Regions from separate parts of the Mus musculus genome. Here regions 2, 3, 4, 5, 6 and 7 are each linked to region 1. The links are chromatin contacts, called in public promoter capture Hi-C maps. All regions are on one chromosome and are shown on one strand. Each heading gives the region's core, a stretch centred on a gene start, on an enhancer-like site or on the middle of the called end of the contact. The rest is flanking DNA. Distances are from core to core; before and after follow the strand shown.

Region 1 (2,965 bases), core at 187-2,686:
CTGAGTACATCTATCCCCTAATGCTAGTGCTTAACCTATGGCAAAACATCTTGGGGTGTGGGTGTGGGGTGAGGGGTATGGGTGTGGTAGTACACACCTCTGATCCCAACACTCAGGAGGCAGAGGCAGGTGGATCTCTGAGTTTGAGGTCATCCTGGTCTACATAATAGACCCTAGGACACCCAGAATTACATAATAGAAAGATCCTGTCTAAAACCAAATGAGCAGGGAGGTAGCTATGCAAGCCTTTAATCCCAGTAAGCAGGGGGCAGAGGCAGGTGGATCTCTTGAGTTCAAGGGCAGTCTGGTCTACAGACTGAGTTCCAGGACAGCCAGGGGTACAGCTGGCTGATTTTTGAAAAATCAGCTGTAACTCCAGAGGATTGATGCCCTGTGTGCATAATTCACTCATACAGAGGAATAAATAATCTTAAAAGTAAGGTCTTTATTAAACCCTAATTCTTTCTTGCTTAAATAAACCAAAGCAACCAGACAGGCAAACAAAAGGAACGACTTTAAGGAGTCTAGGGCTTAAGGAGCCAGGGGGGAGAATGGCAGTTCTAAATAGGACGCTTTGAGTAGAGGGCGTTGATTAGCAACACTCGTCCAGCAAACTCCTGTCTTCAACAGAGAGCCAGGCAGTGATACCGGGGTCATTTGTACTAAAGTCTGGTCAGAGGTAAGCATGAGTGCCGAAGCCCAGAGTTGTGTACCTGGCTGTAATAAGCAGAGATTGTTGTGACCCGGAGACAAGGATGCAGGTGCCCAAAAGGTAAGGCAAATCAGCTGTTCAGGGATTGGTTCTCGCCTTCCACCATGTGGGTCTCCCACATCGAACTCAGGTCGTTAGGCTTGGTGTCAAGGGCCTTCACCAGTTTGGTCATCCTGAGTGTTCTCAGGTTGATTTTTTTTTTTTTTTTTTTTTTTTTTTTGGTGGTGGTGGTGTGGGGGAGAAATTTCTCGCTGCAGGCAAAACCGTTTACACCTAAATCTAAGGTCAGGAACGCTACATCTTAGCAGGTCACTTGTCATCGTCTCTGTACCGTTTTCTTCTGATTTCTCTTTATTTTTGTTGTTGTTGTTTTGGAGACCCCGCTTTATAATCAGATTGGCCTGGAAATAACTAACTTTGGTTATCCTCGAATTTGTTGCAGTCTCCTGCCTCCGCCATCCTTGAGATGGCAGATGTGAGTCAACAGGGTCTAGGCATTCTTCCCCTTTATCGCTTGCCCGCCCCTACTTCTGCGTGCACACCATACTCCACAATAATGTCCTTTGAAAAGCCCGTTTTGCAGGGAGGAAGGAACTCTGATAGTTTAGGAACTCCGTCCTTCCAATCAGAGCTACTTCGCTTCCCCGGCGACCCCGGAAAGGCTTTCGGGCAGGTTGGGCTGGGCGGGACTTCCGGTCCGGCCAAGCAGGCGCGGAGTTCTTCTTCCGCTCTCTCCCACGGGCTTCTGGAGCGCCGTAGCCATGTCTTACCCCGCTGATGACTACGAGTCTGAGGTAATGAAGCGGTGAGCGCGTGGCGGGGTCCGCGGTGGGCACCCGGTTCGGTGGGATCTGTCCCCGAGGTGAGGCGGCGTCCAGATCGGGCCGGAACAAGCGGACCTCGATCATTCCGGCCCTCCCGGCCCCGGGTCTCCTCCCCGGGTCCCTCCTCTGCCGGCCGTATGTCCCCGCGTGTAGTCGCAGTCAGTCGGAGGCGGGCTGAAGGGTGTTTAATGCTGAGTTCTTGGCTCTCATGGCGTCTGCTTCAGACGGGGCTATTACTGTGTTTTTCTTGTCTTGTTGCACCTGTAAGCGTGTTTTGTGCTTGCCCGGGGTCCCTTTTCTCTCACACATGTGAAGCCCTCCGAGGTAGCGACTGTCAGTCTTATCTGAGTAGTATGTTTTGCCTCCTGCTTGACATGGAGGCCCGAGGACGAGCATTTTTGGAGTCCCCATTTGGCGTGTCTCCCTAACTTTGTCTCTTTCCTTGCAGGCTGCTTATGATCCCTACGCCTACCCGGGCGACTATGATATGCACACAGGTGAGGCTCTCAGTTTGCCCGGCTGTCTCTTGCCTTCCAAGGATTGGCACTTTTTTCTTTGACCATCTCAGCGTTGACTCCCAACAGGGACCTGTTAAAAACTGCGTCCTAATGGAGTGGTGGAGTCGGCCATTAGGTCTGATTGGTAGGGTTGTGAAGAGTCTAATTAAACCAGGCCTTTTTTGTGGTCTACCTGCCCACGTCAGAAGAGGACCATCACTGACCCGGCTAGGTTTTTCTTACTTGGGGCAGATTTTATTTGTTATACTGGGGTGGAACCCAGAGCCCCATGCTTGTGGACGGTCTCTGAACCACACCCACAGCCCTCCTCCCTGAGCTGTCTGGCCAAGGTCAAAAAGCTTTGTGGCTTTGTTGTTTGGGTGCCGGAGATGAGATTAAACCACACACTCCAGCCCCAAAGAAGGAAATCTTGGTGTGAAAATCTTCCTTGATTCAAACCAAGTCTAAGTGAAATACTTTGGGGAGGCTTTTGAAGTTTACCGAAATGTTCTAGTCACTTTGAGATTAAGTAAGTACCAAGTGGCTTGCGATGCTCACAGCATGTATTTTATTGGCCCTTACAGTAGAGTAGTTTTACAAAGTAAGCATGTTAATGTGTCTTTAAAGGTGAAAGAAAATAGCGTACTATGCATCATTTGGTTAGAAAGTGAGTTTCCTTTCCTGTTTTTTAAAGATGGGGGTCTCGTTATGTAGCTCTGGCTATCCCGGAACTCACTATATAGAGCATGCTAGCCTCACAGATTCAGCTGTCTGAGGGTTGGGATTAGCAGTGTGCACCCACCTACCCAGCTGAGAAGTAACTTTAATGGTATGTCCTGAGGGACAAGGACAGTGGGCTGGGATTGAGGATGACGGCTGACCTTAGACCCTTGCCCATGCTGGGCAAGCAGTCTGGGACTGAGACTGAACTC
Region 2 (2,965 bases), core at 154-2,653, 2.9 Mb after region 1:
TTGAACCTGGGCCCTCTGGAAGAGCAGCCAGTGCTCTTAATCATTGAGTCATCTCTCCAGCTCCTGTCATGTCTGTTTTCCTGTTTGTTTGTTTGTTTGTTTGTTGAGACACTGCCTCTCTAGGTAGCCAGGTAGACTCAAACTTGAAATCTATTTGTTTCATCCTCTTGAGGGCTGGGACCTATAGGTCTGTGCCAGCACAAAGGGCACCTCCTCATGACTCAGTAGTACTAAAGTGACACCTGGGGAAGATGTCTCTCTAAGATGAGGTTGAGGAGGGACAGGGGGGTGGCAGAGAAGCCCTTTGAAGAGGTTTCCTGGAGCCTGGCCCTGAGCTCATAGACGGTTGAGCCTTACCTGTCCTCTTGGGGAGCACTGTCCTCTTGGGGAGCACTGTCCTCTTGGGGAGCACTGTCCTCTTGGGGAGCACTGGGGTCCTAGGGATTTGCCTGAGGTCTTTTTTGTTTTGTTTTGTTTTTGTTTTTCCGAGACAGGGTTTCTCTGTGTAGCCCTGGCTGTCCTGGAACTCACTCTGTAGACCAGGCTGGCCTCGAACTCAGAAATCTGCCTGCCTCTGCCTCCTAGTGCTGGGATTAAAGGCATGTGTCACCACTGCCCGGCTTTTTGGGGGGCGGGAGTGTGCTGAGGTCTTACTGTCTGAAGAGACCTAAACTGCTTGGACTGAATCTGCTGAGTCAGTCCTTACTTCTAAAAGCCTCCTAAACCACAAGTACACACAGACACACAGACACACAGACACCACTGCCCCCTGTATATGTGTGTGCGAGTGTGTGTGTGTGTGTGTGTGTGTGTGTGTGTGTGTGTGTAAGAAAGAAACATACACAGAAAGACACTCATTATTCTTTTATAGTTCTCTTCCCCTGGATTCCACAGCCCCTCCCAAAGACCTAATGTGTGCCAAAGAGATTTGAGCACATTCTTCAAATGGAGATCTCAGATGATCTGAGGGGACAGAGCTCAGCACAGCTGCAGACTGCAGAGGGAATGGAATGTCTGGGAGTCCCTAGGAACCTGGCTTGTTCCCAGAGGGTCTCCTCTGTTCTCTGGCCTCCTTTCTCCAGAATACATCCTCCCACCCTGCAGGCCCTCCCGTTGACCATAAACACTCCCTGGCACCCCGCTCACCAAGAATGCACACTGTCTCTAGCTCTTCCTGCCTCTTACTCCCCAGCAGCTACCCTGACCTGGTAGAGCAAATTATACCTTGGCCCAGCAATAAAAGCCACTTTCCAAAACAAGAAGCAGTAACGCTCAAAGTGACGCAGCTTAGCCACTCACCCAGCACTTGGCCTGGCTCACAAGGTGGTGTCTGGGCCAGAGAAGAGATGGCTTAGTGTCCCTTTAAGCTAGGAGTACAAATTCCCATCCCAGTCCCTCCCTCCAGCACATCCTGACGTCAGCAGGAGGGCGTGTGTGAGTGAGTGAGTGAGTGAGTGAGGGGCCCGAGGTGCCTCCTGCACACCACACACACACACACACACACACACACACACACACGCCACGGAGAGTGCATTATCCAGACGTGACCCCTGCGAGCCAGCTCCACAGTCCAGAGAGATCGGGTGCTGCCCACTACAGGAGACAGTGCCTGGACCCAGCTGCCACGGCGAGGTAAGGGACCTGAAGGAAGCCGGTGATGGAAACTGTGGCAGAGGCAGGGGCCGAGGGCTGATGGTACCAAGAAAGGATGTGTGGATTGAGGTTGGAAAGGTCGCAGCGCTACATCAGCCAGCCCAGCTCTGCTTAGAGGATGCGGGGGGAGATGTAGAGCCCACCGCCCTTCCCTTCTCTCTCCTTGACCCTCCAGAAGAGCTGAGGCGGAGTGGCTCCCGCGCATCTGAATGTGTGTGAATGTCTGTGTCTGGGACTCGCGTCTGGGTTGAGATGCAGGTAACAGCAGCTACCTGCCAAGCCGCAGCCTCCGGTCTGGGAACTAGGTGAGGGAAAGCCGGGACTCCTTCCAGACCCTAAAAGGCCAGTCCGGAGCACCGCTGGATTTTGTCCCTGGAATCTGTTTTGAGGCCAGAGCAGAGGGGAGGAACCGCCTGGGGCAGGCAGAGGGACCCAGAGCAGCTGTCTTCCCTCACTCTATTTTTCCCTAGTGTGGCAGAGATAATTGTGTCAACTGGCTGGAGGGATGGCTCTGTGTTATTTTTGCCTTTATGCCACCCCACTGGGTCTTTGCTCTCCCCCGCATGCTGGGCTAGCTCTGACCTCCTCCTCTGCTTAGGTGCAACCCACTGTAGGACAGGGGGTGATAGACCAGCTGCTGGACACCCCTTGCTTGCTGTAGGATGCAAGGACTCAGGTTGGCCTTGGCTGGCATCAAGCCCCTAAGTGGTCTGACCCTGGCACAAGGAGACTGAATGGAGATAAGGGACCATGCTGGCACCCACAAGGAGACAGCAGGTTCCTGCCAGGCTGCCAGGCTGCCAGGCTGCAGGCGCTTCCCAGGGAGGAGGGAGAGCGGGACTGAGAACAATAATAAATCCAGAGTGTGAACTGCTGCATCCGCTGGGGCTGGGGGAGGGGAGAAGGAAGTGTGCCTGGTAGGAGGTGGGCACCCTCTTCTCCGACAGCCTGGCACTGGCTCGCTTAGATGCCATCCAGTCAGGGCCTTTCCCTGGGAAGGATGGGAGTGAGGAGGTGGGGATGGAGGGTGGGAGTGGGGGTTGGGGGGAGCTCTTTCCCAAATTCAACTCCATCCCAGAGGTCTCTGGACATGAATGCCCAGGTTCTGGGTGTCTCCTCCCGTCCTTACCCCACACTGCATTTTCCCAAAACATCTATTTGCCTATCCTTGTCTCTCCAGCCCCACCTTGACAAAACTAGTGCAAACAGAAGCTAGTGGCGAAGGGTCCCAGGAGGACACGCCAAGTTGTCCCAGGCCTAGAGAAAGATGGCTGGACAAGGTTGGAAGATGCTTATTGGCTAGGGAGGGGGC
Region 3 (2,965 bases), core at 325-2,824, 2.8 Mb after region 1:
ATCCTCTGCAGGCTGGTTTATCTATTTAAGACTTCTTTACTAGCCAGGCAGTGTTGGCATACGTCTTTAGTCCCAGCACTTGGGAAGAAGAGACAGGCGGATTTCTGAGTTCCAGCCTGGTCTACAGAGTGAGTTCCTGGACAGCCAGGGCTATACAGAGAAACCCTGTCTTAAAACACCCCCCCCCCCAAAAAAAGACTTCTTTGCTGTTCCACTGGAATTGACGACTCTTCAAAGAGTAAAGGTGTCAAGGCCTGAGAGGGCGTGTTCGGCTTACATTTTTCACACAGTCTTCCGATAGCTGCAAGGTCAAAGATAGTAAAACATCGTTAAAATTAAGGTTGTGAGGTAGCAAGCAAAGTTTTTCGTCAAACTGAGTATAGAGGATGGCGAAGGTAGCAATGATTACAGTCAACCGTACAGGATCGTGGTCACATTCTCCTTTCCTCCCTCTCCACTGTCCCCCACCCCCTACTTTTTTGTGATAGAATCCCACTGTGTAGCTTGAGTTAGCTTTTAAGCTCTAGCCAGGCTCGAACTCGCAGCAATCTTCCAGCCTTCTGCCTCCCAGGTGCTGGGATTACAGACAAGAGTTCCCGGCCCACGACCCTAAATTTTGCTTTACACCAAAGGCCATGTCAAAAATAAAAAAAATGTCTGGAACCCCCCAAAATTCAAAGTATTCTAGACCGGCTTCTCCAGACCTGGCACAGAGGATCCCGCCAGCCTTAGACTCCCGGATGCGCGCTGCTGCCCTCTTCTAAGATGCCACAAGCCGGTGAGCGCTGCTAGAATACCCAGGCACCGTAAGGCGCGAAACGTGGACACGGCAAACCAGAGCCCTAAAGAGGAGGCTGAAGTCCCTAGTCCCCCACTTTCTAATCCCATCCCACTCAACCAAAAGGGAGCACGTCCCCAACTCACCCACACCAGCCTGCTTGCGGCAGAAAATCAAATCTGGATGATGTTTAGCCATAACTCTTTTTCCAAGCCGGCGGCCGGAAGCTTAGGGAACTTCCGCCCGACCTTTAACCTACGGCGTGCTTACTTCCGTTCCTCCGTGATTGGCCATTAAGCTGTCCGTCAGCCTTTAGCCTCGGGGGGTGGGGGGGGGCACCAAAACCGGCTAGATCTCGCGAGAGTTTCCTCGCTAGGTCCTTGCAGGTGCACCAAAGGTTTTTGAATAAAATTCTCTTTACTTCCAGATTTGAACTCATAAACTGAAGTTTGTTCTTGGGTAAAAATTCTACATATGTTGCATTCTGTGTTGGGGATTGACGCCAGGGCTTCTTGCATGCTTCCGCCAAGTATGTTGATTTGGGGATATTCTCTTTCCTGGATGACCTTGAACTCCTGCCTCCCCTCCAGCTTCCACACCCAAGGGCAAAGGTGACAAGGTTGCGCCGAACGCCGAGTTGGCAGTTTCCCCGCATCTTTGCTTTCCACGCCGGGTTTCCGTCATGTAAGCCCCGCCCACTGTGCTATCTGCACTCTTGGCTGCGGGAGGAGGCCCCACCCTCGCGGTTGACTCGTCTCTCTGTAAGCCCCGCCCCCTTCGATGCTTTTTTAAGGGCGCCATTTGTCACGTCACTTTCATGCGACCTCATCTTTGTCAGTGCACAAAATGGCGCCTTACAGCCTCCTGGTCACCCGGCTGCAGGTAAGCGAGCCCAGAGACGTGGGTTTACGGGGGCGGGGAGCCTCCTGCCTTGCCCGCGGCTGTAGGCGAGGCCAGGCGAGGCGGGCTCGATTCGCGGCTGACGTTCCGTGCACCTGTCGCGGTTGCAGGCCCAGCGCCCTTGTGGGTTCCTGCGTTGTCCTAGGTCAAGGCGTCCCTGGCACAGGCTGTTCGCAGTTCCCATCCCCGCCCGCCGGCAAGCTTGGGTTTAAGCAGCGGCAGCCTGGTCCAGGGTGGAGGCACTCCTTTTTTTCTGAGGGTGGAATCCATGCTCCCCCAGGGTGGTTTTCTGTTCCTCAAGGTGATGACAAGGTGATTGGGGGGCGCGGTGGTTGTGGGTTCCTCTAAAGCCGGGTGCTTGAAGCCTTCACTTCCCACCAGTAGCAGAGACTCGTCGCCTCATTTATCCGTGGTTGCCGGGCATGGAGTTTGCAGAAGCTATATCCACTACTACCCTTTGAGGAGACTCGGGGTCATAGACACAAGAAGGACTATTCTGGGCCCCACCATAATAAATAGTCACGATAAGAGTGCTTTCTCACCTTTGCAGCAGATGTCAAGGCTGTTTACTAATGTTACAGATGTTTTATCTGACGACATAGATGTGAGATAATTTTTCCCCCAACTTGGTAGGTGGAAAAACTGGAAGATATAGACAAAGTAGTGGCTTTCATGGTGTCACTAAAGGATCATAGCCTGAGCAGTGACCCTGCAGACCCTCTCTTCTTGTTGTTCATGGCAGCTAATATCACAGAACTTTCTGAATCAGGGTGTGATCGTTTGTATTTGTCAGAATACAGAATCAAATATTTTGAAGTCACCGATAGTTGCTTTCCAGATACTAGGTGGAAAGATGAGAAGAGTGAACAGTTTGACCTTGACTGTTATGAGACGTCTAGAAAATTGACTATGCCTGTCAGATGGTTTCCCACTACTAACCTTACAGCCCTAGAAACGTATAATGTTTACTGTAAAGAATGTATTTTGTTCATAAAAAGAAATCCATAAAATAACTGTAGACATTTTCTGGCAACCTTTCATGATTACTTTTGTGAATTTGTTTTGGATCAACTTGGAACATAGAATTAATAATTTTTAAAAATTATGTGCCTTACTCCCAGGAGGCATTATCATTTGAAGTTTTCTTTATCAAATTACTTAAAATCAAACTGCAAAATCAAACTCATTTATCTGAACAAATCATTTAACTTTTGGCCAATGAAAGGGATTTGCAGCTAAATTATCTCTGGTTCTTTTGATTCTTTAGACAGTACGATGAGTTCTGTC
Region 4 (2,965 bases), core at 170-2,669, 2.7 Mb before region 1:
CCAAGTTAGTCCCCTCTCTCTGTTTTCTAGCATTTTCCTAGGCCATGACCCCATCCACAAAGTGCTTCACTCTCTTTTTTTTTTTCTTTTAGATTTATCTATTTATTATATGTAAGTACACTGTAGCTGTCTTCAGACACTCTAGAAGAGGGCATCAGATTTCGTTATGGATGGTTGTGAGCCACCGTGTGGTTGCTGGGATCTGAACTCTGGACCTTCGAAAGAGCAGTTGGCGCTCTTAACCACTGAGCCATTTTGCCAGCCCCAAATGCTTCACTCTCTTACTCAGAGAGTCCTGTCCTGTCTTTTTCTCTCTTGGGCTCTATCCTCTCAGTAGAACTCATCCAAGTCCTTCTCATCGTGGAAAAAGAATATTGGCTGTGTGTTTGCCTCTGACCTGGTTCAACCGCAGCAGCTTAATTTCCACATCCAACGATGCTGTCAGCCTAGATACATGGTAGCTGCTTCCCCTTTGACAGGTTCTTGGTTCTTTTGCTTTCAGAACTCTACCCACAACTTTCTCTTGTTTACACACATCTGGGTGATTGCAACCTCTGGTTCTTTGCAGGTGCCAAGTCTTCCTGGCATGATCGTCCCCAACTCTCTTATCTAACCTTGCTTTCTTGGCACCAAACCCAAAGTTTATCCTGTAGTATGGCTTACTTTTACTTTTTTAGTCACCTCTTTCCAGCCTTAGAGGCTTTAGCTGCTCCTGGAGCTGGAATAACAGTGGTAGGTAGCAAGCAGCCCAGGTAGCTAGGACATGATCATCTTGATTCCCAATGTCTTGTTGATAGGTTGGACATGTACCTCTGTTGGGCATGGCCATGTGTACATTTAGGGGTTTGGGGTAGTTTTAGGCGTTTAGTGTGTGACCAATGTACAACAATGACAATACCTTGTGTGTGTCCGTGACAGCTGGGTTGTTGTTTTGTTTTGTTTTTTTTATTTTTGTTTTCTTCCCGAGATAGGGTCTCACTTTTTATCCCAGACTGTCCTAGAACTCACTATGTAGACCAGGATGGCCTCGAATTCATAAGGATCCACCTGCCTCTGCCTCTCCAGTGCTGGGATTAAAGGAGTGCGCCACCGGTCCCGCCTGGTGGAGTTTTCTGCAGTTGGAGGCCGAGTCCGAATACTCTCGAGAACAGCGCTTGCGCAGACGGCGTCTGGCGCAGCAGCAGTACTCACACTTGTCTTGTGAAATGGTCACCGGACCGCTGGGGTACCCAGCAGAGAACAGGAAGAAGTAGGTGTACCTAGGCGCTCCATGGAGCGGAGAGTGGGCGGAGTTAACGTGAGGGACAGAACTCTGACCAATGAGTGTGGAGATCGCACGGAGGCGGGGCCAAATTGCCGCGCGCCAGGCCGCAGTTGGCCAGAGGGCTGCGGGGATGGGCTTGGGGCGCTGCTCCGCCTACTCTGAGACGCTTGGGGCATAGAGGGCGGCGCCCGGGCCGTGGCGGCGGCGGCGGCTCCTCAGGTAAACGGCTTGTTAAGGCTCATCTTTGGTGGTGGGGGCCAGGCACCCTTTGAGGAACTTGGACCAGAGAGCCTAGGGGCCTCCCCATCTGCCAGCAGCAAGAGAAGCTGTGTCAAGGGGCGCCTCCCCAAGGTCAGCGGGCCGGTGCCAGGAGGTGCTGGGAGATCTCAGGTGTGCCCAGCGGGCCCGGCTTCGCATCTTACACCTGGAAGGGATCTCGGAGCTTGCGATTCAATTCTGACTTGTCAGACATCGGCGCGTGGTCCCTGGTCCCTGTCCCTGCTGTCTCGTGGGTCGCGTGATCCATGTCCTAGTCCCTTCCGGGAACTCGGTGACTCAAGACCCTGGTCCTTTGCGGGGTAGGGGCTACGTGTTCAGGTCTTTGACCTCCGCAACTGGGCTACCGGCATTTCTGTCTCTTTCATAAAACTGAGCCTTAATTCAGGGACTTGCAAAGCGAGTGCTCACCGCACCGCAGCCACTCGTCTTTCTGTATTCTCGTTGCGGATTAAAGGAGGCGGTGTAGAGCAGGAAAGTGATTTGTCCAGAGTCACGAGGATTGCTGGCCCCAGGGAGAAGGCCACAAAACTCTCAGAGTATAGAATTCAGGCAAGGTGAGAGCTAGGTGAGGTGGAGCCAGGGCTGACACTCCAGGTTTGGGATTCCAATTTTCCAACCAAGTCAGTGCAGTTATGCAGCAAGACTCTGCTCTACCCTGTACAGAGCTCAAGGTAATGGATGGAACCGTAAACTCAAGTGCAGTGAGTAAGCATAAGGACCTGCGGGAGAGGGATAGAGGGCGGCATCTGGAGACCTGGGGCTGTGAGCTGGAGTTACTGTTAAGGCAGAGGCTAACTTTGAGGGGCTAGTCTTGGTTGGAGGCAGGAAACTCTTTGGAAGGAAGGGGATGGTAGTAGAAATGGAGGAACAGCCTGCGACCTAGTTAATTAAATGGTAAAATTAAAAAAATTCAGGAAGTAGGTAGGTGGAGCAGGGCAGGGGTGAAGGTGAAGGGTTAAGTCTTAGCTGCTCTGTTAGACTTGGTTGGCCATGGTCATCTAGATGGAGACCCCCAGCAGACACAGGGTTGATGGGGCACCAGAGCAGAGATCCTATGCAAACCACTGGTTGTGGGATATTCCTGTGGAGCCTGTGTTTATGACTTGGCTGGCTGTGCAGTCTCTGCACCTGCAGGCCGGGGAGATGCTTCTGCCAGCAGGCTCTACTCTTAGGCCTTAGGCTGAGATGTGTGGCTCGAATGAGGAATGTCTTTCTGGGCTCTACTGTCAAAGTCGATGGCTGAGGCCTGGCCGCCTTCATTAACTTGAAACGGATGTCCAGGCAGGCAGCCTTACTCAAACCTGCATCTTGTCATATCTCCCTCCCTCAGAGGTGACTGTCAAGGGACTCCAGAGGCCAGAGGTGGGACCTGTTGACCTGTGCTTGTCTCAGTTCCCGGTCACCTGTGTGTGGGGTTGGAGA
Region 5 (2,965 bases), core at 195-2,694, 2.6 Mb after region 1:
CACAGTCATACGTGCAAGCAAAACTCCTATAACACATTAAAAAAGTAAATAAATAAAAATTTAAAAATAAAAAGCAACGCAGAGAGGCAGGGAGCTGGGAGTGGGTCTGGGAGCCCTCACGTAGGATAAGTAAACTAATCCAGACCTGTCTGAACTTTAGATGCTTGTAAGGCCATACAATTCCTGAGAACCCAGGATGGGAAGGAGTAGTTCTATAGGGGACTCAATCCACATGTATACTCCAGTTGGCAAAAGCGTTGACTTCAGGTGTCTTCTTCAATCTCTTGCTATCCACTGTATCGCTGCTGGCTGGTCAGCAGGCCATGGGAATCCTTCTGTGTCTGCTTACCTAGTGCTGGGATCACAGGCATGCTCTGTCATGCACTGGGGGGCAAAACTCAGCTTTCCATGCTCTGGCTGTACTCACTTACAGGCTGAGTCATCTCTCCTAGATTTAAGGTTATAACATCTATCCGTATAATTTATTTGTGGATATGGGGGTTTTGCTGAATGCATATGTATGGACCATGTTAGTGCTTGGCGTCATCAGAGGCCAGAAGAGAAAGTAGGATCCACTATAACTGGGTTTATAGAATTTTGTGAGTTGTTCTGGGTTCTGGGAATCAAACCTGGTACCTCTGGAAAAGTGGCCAGTAACCACTGAACCATTTCTCCAGTCCAAGGCTTTTTTTTCCCCATTTATTTATTTAGCTTGTGTGTTTGTTTTATGTGCGTGACACAAAGGTCAGGACAACTTTGTGAGTAGCTTTTTGACTTCCAGGTTTATGTTGTGGCTCAGAGATTTGAACTCAGGTAGAAAGGCTCATGGAACAAGATCCTTCACCTACTAAACCATCTCATAAGCCCCAGCGAGCAGACGGACATAGAGTTTAAGAATATTCCTGTTCCTGTCTGAATTGAAAGAGGGATTAGGCATTTCTGCTAGGCATTCCTGTCCAAGAGCACCTTTACTTCCTACCTGGGGAGAGTGTGAATTTTTGTCTGGGGCCCCTGGGGAGAGTGCGAATTTTTGTGTGTGTGGGGGGGGGGCTGGCACGTCCAATCCCTTGTGCTCAGATGGTTTGAAATTTGACTAAGAAAGGACAAAAACAAAAAACAAAAAAACCCGCCGGGCGTGGTGGCGCATGCCTTTAATCCCAGCACTTGGGAGGCAGAGGCAGGCGGATTTCTGAGTTCGAGGCCAGCCTGGTCTACAGAGTGAGTTCTAGGACAGCCAGGACTATACAGAGAAACCCTGTCTCTGAAAAAACAACAACAAAACCCTAGAAGTACCCTTCAGGAGATTTCGCATTACTAAGGCAACGACCCTTTTCGTGCACCCAGGAGAAAACTACAACTCCCCTAATCCTCACGGCTACCCAGCCCCTCCTTAATGGAGGCGGGGCGCGGGCGAGCGCGGAACCGGCTTCCTATTTCCTGCGGCATGATTGGCCCGCAGCTCGGGCGCAGCAGCCAATGAGCACACTCTCGGAGAGCGGCGAGGGCAATATGGCTTCCTGCACCTGGTGACGGTTGAGGGAATTGAATTTGGTATCATGGAGAAACCGCGGGGCACTGAGGTAAGAGGGAAAGGGCTCAGCCCAAGCGGGAAGGGGAGCCCCAAACGCCTCGCTCGGCGGACGCGCCGTTTTAGCGATGTCTTAGTGGTGGACAGTTGCAGGATTGGTAAACTGAGGTACGGAGCTTAGCCTCGGCCAGAGGCCCCCGAGGTTCCTTTTGGTCTGGTGACGAAGGAAGGATGGCAACGCCTCCCTAGCCAGGGGCAGGGAAACTGGGCTCTGAACTTTGTCTTGGTTTCATGGTTCTGAGCTTTAGGATCGTGCGGCCTGTCCCTTCCACGCGGGAAGTGAAGGGAGGAAGATCGGAGTTGATTCCTACTCCACGCTGGGAGCGTTCACGTGCTGGTCTCCCCGTACGCTCACAGCCATCTTCTTTAGGGAGGGATTAAAACAGCCCTCTGGGTCGACACAGCTGCAAAGTGCAAGAGGTTGTCACCAAGTACGTCAGTTTCCAAAACTGCGTTACGCTTTTTCCGTGGTACCGCAGCCGGTGACCCACCGCACCTTGCATTTGAAGTCTCTTGCCGTTTCCTAGCGGTAATAATTGCTAAGCTTTATTGAGCACTGTTGAGTGTTTTACGTTTATCATCCCTTCCCAAAATATTATTAAATAGTGGTGTTGTCTTTATTTGGTGGAAACCGAGGCAGTGCATTTGACTCGCTGTGCATCGTACAGCTAGGAAGCACTAGAGATCGTATTTGAACCTTGGCCCAAAGCGTCATTCTCTTTACCTCTGTCTTGCCCAACAAGCTAGGCACGTTTTTTCCTATTACAAGCTAGGTACGTTTTTATGTAGCATTTCATCGCTACCTCACATTCTGTGAGCCAACAGCTGTCGTGGATGAGAAAATTGTCCCACAGACCTTAAGTGACTTGCCCCAGGATCAGTAGCTGATTTCAATCAGAGCTCAACTCACGGCTGTGGTCCATACCACCATACAATTAGTCATCTGACTCAAAGCCTCCTTGGGATAGCCTGGGTCTCAATTTTCTCAGTCTTTTTTTCTTTTCCCTGTTTTCCTTTAAGGAAGAAAACAGGTTTATTGGATACATTGCAAGGAGCAGTGGTCTAGGCAGCAGCAAGAGGGCCTGGCAGTCTTAAATTTGTTTCTGAGTTGAGATCATTTGGATGTACATATACAGAAGAGGGAAGAAAGAGTTTCAAATGCCTTCTAGCCCAGTAAAAATTTTTTGAGGTGCTTAGGATATTTCCACATTATTGTGTAGATCTCTGATCCCTGGCAGCGTTTTTTGACCTGATAGTGGTGTGGAAACAGTATCTTTTCAATAGATGCTGTTCTTTGAAATTGGAATTTTGCTCTGTACCCAAGCTACCAGTATGAGGGGTCTTGGTGCTGAGCAGAGGCTCAAACCAACCACAGCT
Region 6 (2,965 bases), core at 179-2,678, 2.6 Mb before region 1:
GACCTTTGTTCATAATATGCCATACCTGCCTCACACTGAAGTTATCTTATCTCCTGGGTGAACTGTGAACACCCTAGGGCAGCTGGGGCGTGGGGGGCACCGTGCCCACTAGAAAAAGATTGTTGATACAAAGAGAACCAGACTTTGCCACCCTAGATAGCCACTTCCTCCAAGCCCCTCAGGTACTTCCTAACCCAGAGCTACTAAAGGGTCCCATGATGATCACCAAAAAGAGTCTCAGGGCCGGCTTTGTAGGAGACAGTCTCCATTTCTTCAGCTAAGCAGGGCCTCTCCCATAGGTGTGTTCATACCAAACCTCTCTCCGGTACTCCAACCACGGGATGAAAGTCTCACTTAGTAGTCAGCTCTGCCCCTATAGCCCGAAGTCATTCTGGTAACATAAGCTGGGCTTCCTTCAGGCCCTCCTACTTGCTGGAAGAGGGGTGAATAAGCCATGCAGCCTGTTAGTACTAGAAAGCTTCCTGTACTGTCCTCTGCCCCGAGCAAACGCCCATACCCATCGCCTCAAACAGGCGTGTGTCCTCTGGAGCCTCTAGCAGCCTTCTCTACCCACAGGACACCCCTCGTAGTTTTTGCAAAGGTAACTCTTCATCATAACCCTCCCTGGAAAACATCAGCCTCCTTCCACTGAAGAAAGCCCATTCATCTCCACCCCCCACCCCCCCGGGGCTCACATTTCCTGCTACCCACTCCTCAGAAAGGACCTCAAGGGACTCTGCCTCAAGGTGTGCTTACTTTCCTAAGCAATATGGAAAGGGGGCTGCTGCCCACTCCTCTACCCAGACTCCCTGGTCGGCTACACGACCACACCTGGGTGACCTTGGCAAGTGACCCTCTCCCCAAAGCCCGTGTCCCAGTACAGCCCCAGGGGAGCCCCGGCCGCGTAACTCGCAAAGCTGTGGCCAACTTTTAAGAACTAGGAGCGTCACTGGAGAGGTCAGATGTAAGGGGATCAGGCACTCCGCTACCTCAGATCCCAGTAGCCGTCGCCCACGCTGGTCCGCCCGTCTTTGTCCCGGGTATGGGCTGGAGCCGGAGCCGGAGCCGGCGCGTCACCCCCGGCGCCCAAGTCGGGGCTCACAGCCGCGTCTCGCACCTCGTCCTCTTCTACCTTGGGCCCACTACCACCCTGGACGGAAACCCGCGAGCCGGTCCTCCGACGCCGAGAGCTTCCCGCGCCTCCGCGGTCGCCCATGGCTTCGGCCCGCACCTCGTCGCGGCCCAGTCGTGCTCCGCCGGCTCTCAGCGCTTGGAGCCCGCGGCCCCGCCTCTGGACCCTGAGCAACGGCCTCCGCCGCCGCCCCCTGCCGGCCTCCGTAGCCGGCGCAGCGCACGACTACCTCTGCGACGCTGAGGCTGCGATGCTGCGGAGCAGCTGACTGGCTGTGGCGTCAACTGGAGAGTCCATTTGTAGTCCGAGGCCGAGCGGAGGCGGAGCCTAATCGAAGACGCGGAGCACGCTGGGAGTCGCGGGAGCAGAGCGCGGAGCCTCCTGGGAGTTGAAGGCACCGGGAGCTGGTGACGTATAGCACTCTGGGAATTGCAGTCACAGGCTGGCAGAAGCAACTAGTGTGCAGCTTGGCTGTGAACTTCGGTGGAAGAGGTCCGAGGTGCTGTCTCACTGCGAGGAGCAAGCGGGAGGAGAACTGCCCCGGCTCCTGGCTCCCTGGCAGCTACGCACTTCCTCTGACCTCTTGCTTGCCTCTTGTCCCACTTATGTAAAAACATCCTTTCGTCATCCCCAGCAGCGGTTTGAGTGTAGGTCATTTATGAAACTGCGCTGACGTCTTGCGGTTCCAAATCCATTTTTGAGCGCACAACCGACAGACTTATCTGCTCTGGCAGCATCGTTCTCCGAAAGATCCCTAGCTGCTAGGCAGGAACCAGTTTAAATGTACCTTGGAGCACATAGCCTGTCAAAGGATCAAACTGGAGAAATACCCAGCTTCGCATTACAGCAAATGTGTGCAACTGCCCAGTTAGTTAAAAGAAGCAACTCACCAGTCACCATGGCCTCTTCCTCTACCGCCCCACAGTGCTGTCGAGGGCCCGACAAGCAACGTGCCTGATTTAGACACCGCCGTGCATACATTCTAGACCTGAGGAAGCACCTAATTTCCTTCAGAAACACTATAAAGGACCAAGGAGAATAGTGGCTTTCTCTTCTGGGGAATAGCAGGCCTAAGAAGCACCTCTATAGGACAAGGTTGGTAGCCTCTCCTACAGGATGCTACTAGTCTTCCTATTAAGCTCCCTCCACTTCTGTAGTATCCACTGACTCCTTCCCTCAGGTCACACTTTCTTCACGACACATCTCATGATGAGCAATCTGGGCTGCCCTGCCGGTGGTGTCTTTGTACATATGCAGAGAAAAGCGAACCCAGGCTTGGACTTTTGTGGATCAGAGCCAACCTGGTCAGTGTCTCCGAGCATTCCTTTGTTGCTGGCCCAGTCTTTCATCTGGTCCTTGGCAAGGCAAGGGCTAGGTCTTTGTGAATAGTGACCCCAAAAGGAGGCAGAGTGAAAGAAAAAGTCTCTTTGGGAGCCTGAAGTGAAGGTAAGTCGTGTGAGCTCTGCCATGCCTTTCCCGCTCCTTCCTCTGTTAAGTGAATACGAGGCTTCCACATTCTCCTGGGCTAGCACGTTGGCTACACCAGCTTCCAGTTTGAAACCAAAAACTAAAAGTGGAAGGTTGAGGCCTAGGCTGCCACTAAAGCCAGAGATGAATCCACACCATCCAAGAGAATGAAAGTCCTCCTTGGAGACAGCTATTCATTGACATTCAGCCTTACAGCTGTCAGCCTCCAAGAGGCCATGGGAGTGAAGAGACCAGAGGATGACCAGAGCCATCAGGAAGGATGGTTCTATGGAGACCTGTGCCAAAGAGATGGCACCGATGTCAGAGTTCCAGGGCCTGATTCAAGGAGGAAAGGCTGGAATGGAT
Region 7 (2,965 bases), core at 210-2,709, 2.4 Mb before region 1:
AACAGAGCAAGGAGGAGCTGACAAGGGTGACCCCAGGACAGGCCCACTTCAGTTACGTCCCAAGAAGGTGTCTCCCATGCCATGTATCACAGAGCTCAAAGGGAAGCACAGAATAGGGGCTCCAGCCTCACCTCCTACCAATATGGCCTCTAAGAGGCTACATACAGATTGCTAGGTTTAGCTCTCTTCCCCCGCCAACATGACTGTAGTTTGTACACAGAACCACAACTTGGTACAAATAAAAGCCTGTCAGATGCTTCACACATGCAGTTGGAGACCCAGAGTTGCTCAGGATGCCAGAGGTTCTGACCACATTGGAGTATATTCTCGCTCCCCAGCAGGGTATTGCAGGGGCCCTCAGATTCCCACCAGAAATAATTCTGGCCCTAGTCATTACCCAGGGCCTAATGACTACGGGATGGACGTAGCAGTGTGGTCCTTTCCCAACAGCCCCTGCAACAGGGAAAGCCTTGGCTCCTCCCCTTCCTCCCAGTTTAGCCTACACTCACCTCCAACACCAGGAGTAGCTGGGATCCCGTGGAACATCCTGCAGGCCCAGGCAGCTATACAGCACAAGAGACCTGGAAAGCAGAGCCAACACTAACTCAAGGGTCCCCTTACACCTTAAGAACTGGGCTCTGGAGATCAGAGCGTTGTGAACAGCTTTCCTGCTCTCTACAGGAACGGCACAGGATGCTAAAGGACTGTCATGGGGGAATGTCATGTCAGGCTTTGAGGATGAACATCGAGTGCCATGGGAGTCCTGCCTGTTAGCTGGGTTAGGGTAGGGAAGAGTAGCTGTTAGAACTGGGGCAGCATCTTGGGCACAGGGGAAGGGCATTGTTGCAACATCTTTCAGTGGAAATGAACTGAGACTAGGTGTCCGGGGCTTTCTGTGTGTGAGGGAAAGTGTGGAGGTAGGTTTTACCCTAATCTGTGGGAGATACTGGAGAAATGAATAAGGGCAAGCTTATTGGTTGATGCGGCAAAGTGGCGGAGGCAAGGCCCAGGATAGGTCCTGTCTAATAAGGAAGCCAGCCCAGACACGCCTCAGGATTTGAAATGGGGTGAAAACAAATGTTCAAGGAAGATGGTCAAACTGAGATGGAGTGGCTTGAGGAGCAGCGAGAGCTACCGAGGTCGCAGGAGCTAGGAATAGCCGGCGGAGTCGCAGAAGAAAGGTGGGTACCCTCACAGACAGGGGAACCTGAACTGTGGACCAGCAATGCCACTTGACAGCGCCCATCACCTACTGAGACACTGGCCGCGCGGCAAGGGCCGCTGAGCCCCAGAGGAGACGGGACCGGGACACCTAGACCAAAGGGTTCCTATGAAGAGGGGACCCGGCCACCGCCGCTGTGTACCTGGGGCGTTTGGAGTCCCGGAGATGGCGACAGAAGCTCGGTGCTCGCTTTTTCCGCCTGCGCCTGCCGGGAAACCCGATCGGCAGCTCGGCACTCATCCTCTAACCTTGAGCCTACGCACATAGCAAGCCAAATCCATTGATCGGCACTCGGCTTTTTTTGCCTGAGCTTGCGCTCTGGAGTAGCTCCGCCTGTCAAGGCTTTTACAGCTCACATCGCCCACCCTTTTCGCAGAGAGCTGACACAAATGAGATAGCAGCATAGTTTATTAAGGTTTTTCTTTTTCTTCTGGAGGAAACGGCAGGACTAGGATCAGAGGCATTTAAAGAAGAGCTTGGAACTTTGGTCCATTGTGCACGCACCCTCTGGCAGTCTCTGACACACCGAGTCTCGGTCTTTGGTGCTCAGGTCTTTGGTGCACAGTTGCAACTCCTGCAACTGCACGAAGATCTTGTCCCAGAGGTCAGAGTTCAGCGGCCCTTGAATAGAGCAGCCTGTGGGGGTGAGGAGGAGGTAGGTTTAACTTACACACCCACAGGAGGCATAGTGCTTATGTTGTACCTCGGAGCCTACATTTTGGCTTGTCCCATCATAAAAAGGACTCAATATATCTGTATACTGTGGGCCCTCGGATCTCTGGAGGCTAGTGAATGCCAGGCCTTGATCAAGTCAGAGATCCCAGTAGGCTCAAGGTTGTCAGGGAACTGGATGAAGCGCACAGCTGCCAGAAATACCATTGTGTTGGGAAGAGGGGGTGAGATACAGGAAAAACCCAGGGACTCCCCTGTGCTCAGTTTTTATCCTCCAGGGGGAAAGGCTGCCACCCTCAAATCTCAGCTGGGCAAGGCAGTGGCAGGCCAGGCCATCAGGCACACTTATAAGGTGGAGAGTGCGTTGGTGTAACGGGACAAGCTAGCTTATTAGTAGATAAGGCAAGGAAGGAGGGAGGGGGGCAGGTTGAGAGAGCAAGCACCCCTTAAGCGGAACTTGGATCACTGACTGGTGGACAGGAATGAGGAAATAAGGTTTTCTGCAAGTAACAATGATTTGCTACCCTCCTGACCCAGAAAACCCCGCAAAAACAAAAGGTCCAAATCATGCCTGCCCTGGTGGCATCCGCCTTTAATCTCAGTCCTCTCCAGGTAGAGAGGAAACTTTACAGAGCTCCAGAACAGCCAGGACTACACAGAGACACCCTGTCTCAAAAAACAACAAACAATTTGCCACTCCAAAAGGAGGTTCAAATCTTCATGATCATTTTAAGAATACCCGAGGAGCTGCCTAGGCTGTGAGGGGGTGTGCATGTGTATCTGAAAAATGTCACTTTAAAGAAGCAATGTGCATTGTTTCAGAGGTCTGTCTATAAAGGTGGAGTTGGAAAATGTTTGCCAGGCCAGTCAGTCAGTGGCCCCCAAAGAAGTTTTGATATATGTTCTCTTACAAAGTTTGGATATATGTTCTCTCTGGTCACTGTTGAGTTTTTATGGTGAACTAACCCATGGGTTCCCCCTGTAAGTAAGTAAGATGATTCTCACTGAGAAGGAATAAACTGTTCCTAGCCAAAAGAGAAGGCTGCACAGAAGAAAGGATATCCCACAACC

The links. Promoter capture Hi-C pulls out the DNA fragments that hold promoters and counts their contacts.
Region 2: a promoter capture Hi-C map of pre-B cells shows a contact between it and region 1, with 4 times the contacts expected there. The contact joins the promoter of Csdc2 here to the promoter of Eif3l in region 1. A contact is called at or near these places in 2 of 39 promoter capture datasets (hippocampal neurons and pre-B cells).
Region 3: a contact with region 1 is called in a promoter capture Hi-C map of pre-B cells, with 3 times the contacts expected there. The contact joins the promoter of Aco2 here to the promoter of Eif3l in region 1. A contact is called at or near these places in 2 of 39 promoter capture datasets (cranial neural crest and pre-B cells).
Region 4: a contact with region 1 is called in a promoter capture Hi-C map of liver, with 5 times the contacts expected there. The contact joins the promoter of Mroh1 here to the promoter of Eif3l in region 1. A contact is called at or near these places in 2 of 39 promoter capture datasets (liver and pre-B cells).
Region 5: a contact with region 1 is called in a promoter capture Hi-C map of pre-B cells, with 4 times the contacts expected there. The contact joins the promoter of L3mbtl2 here to the promoter of Eif3l in region 1. A contact is called at or near these places in 2 of 39 promoter capture datasets (liver and pre-B cells) and 1 of 9 other capture datasets (liver).
Region 6: a promoter capture Hi-C map of cranial neural crest shows a contact between it and region 1. The contact joins the promoter of Dgat1 here to the promoter of Eif3l in region 1.
Region 7: a promoter capture Hi-C map of embryonic stem cells shows a contact between it and region 1, with 8 times the contacts expected there. The contact joins the promoter of Vps28 here to the promoter of Eif3l in region 1. A contact is called at or near these places in 3 of 39 promoter capture datasets (embryonic stem cells, hippocampal neurons and liver).

Annotation. Positions count from the first base shown.
Region 1 is chr15:79,073,787-79,076,751 of GRCm38.p6, forward strand. Eif3l (eukaryotic translation initiation factor 3, subunit L) reads left to right here and starts at 1,437. Exons shown (of 13, transcript NM_145139.2): 1 at 1,437-1,506; 2 at 1,985-2,033. The coding sequence starts at 1,474.
Region 2 is chr15:81,935,356-81,938,320 of GRCm38.p6, forward strand. It overlaps Csdc2 (cold shock domain containing C2, RNA binding), which reads left to right and starts at 1,404. Exons shown (of 4, transcript NM_145473.3): 1 at 1,404-1,632.
Region 3 is chr15:81,870,889-81,873,853 of GRCm38.p6, forward strand. Aco2 (aconitase 2, mitochondrial) reads left to right here and starts at 1,575. Exons shown (of 18, transcript NM_080633.2): 1 at 1,575-1,660. The coding sequence starts at 1,625. Phf5a (PHD finger protein 5A) reads right to left here and starts at 1,004. Exons shown (of 4, transcript NM_026737.3): 1 at 925-1,004; 2 at 278-301. The coding sequence starts at 976.
Region 4 is chr15:76,379,094-76,382,058 of GRCm38.p6, forward strand. It overlaps Mroh1 (maestro heat-like repeat family member 1), which reads left to right and starts at 1,420. Exons shown (of 44, transcript NM_175457.4): 1 at 1,420-1,483.
Region 5 is chr15:81,662,445-81,665,409 of GRCm38.p6, forward strand. L3mbtl2 (L3MBTL2 polycomb repressive complex 1 subunit) reads left to right here and starts at 1,445. Exons shown (of 17, transcript NM_145993.5): 1 at 1,445-1,580. The coding sequence starts at 1,557.
Region 6 is chr15:76,510,566-76,513,530 of GRCm38.p6, forward strand. It overlaps Dgat1 (diacylglycerol O-acyltransferase 1), which reads right to left and starts at 1,429. Exons shown (of 17, transcript NM_010046.3): 1 at 990-1,429. The coding sequence starts at 1,216.
Region 7 is chr15:76,624,625-76,627,589 of GRCm38.p6, forward strand. Vps28 (vacuolar protein sorting 28) reads right to left here and starts at 1,460. Exons shown (of 10, transcript NM_025842.4): 1 at 1,365-1,460; 2 at 510-581. The coding sequence starts at 546. Tonsl (tonsoku-like, DNA repair protein) reads right to left here. Exons shown (of 26, transcript NM_183091.3): 26 at 1,613-1,858. The coding sequence ends at 1,677.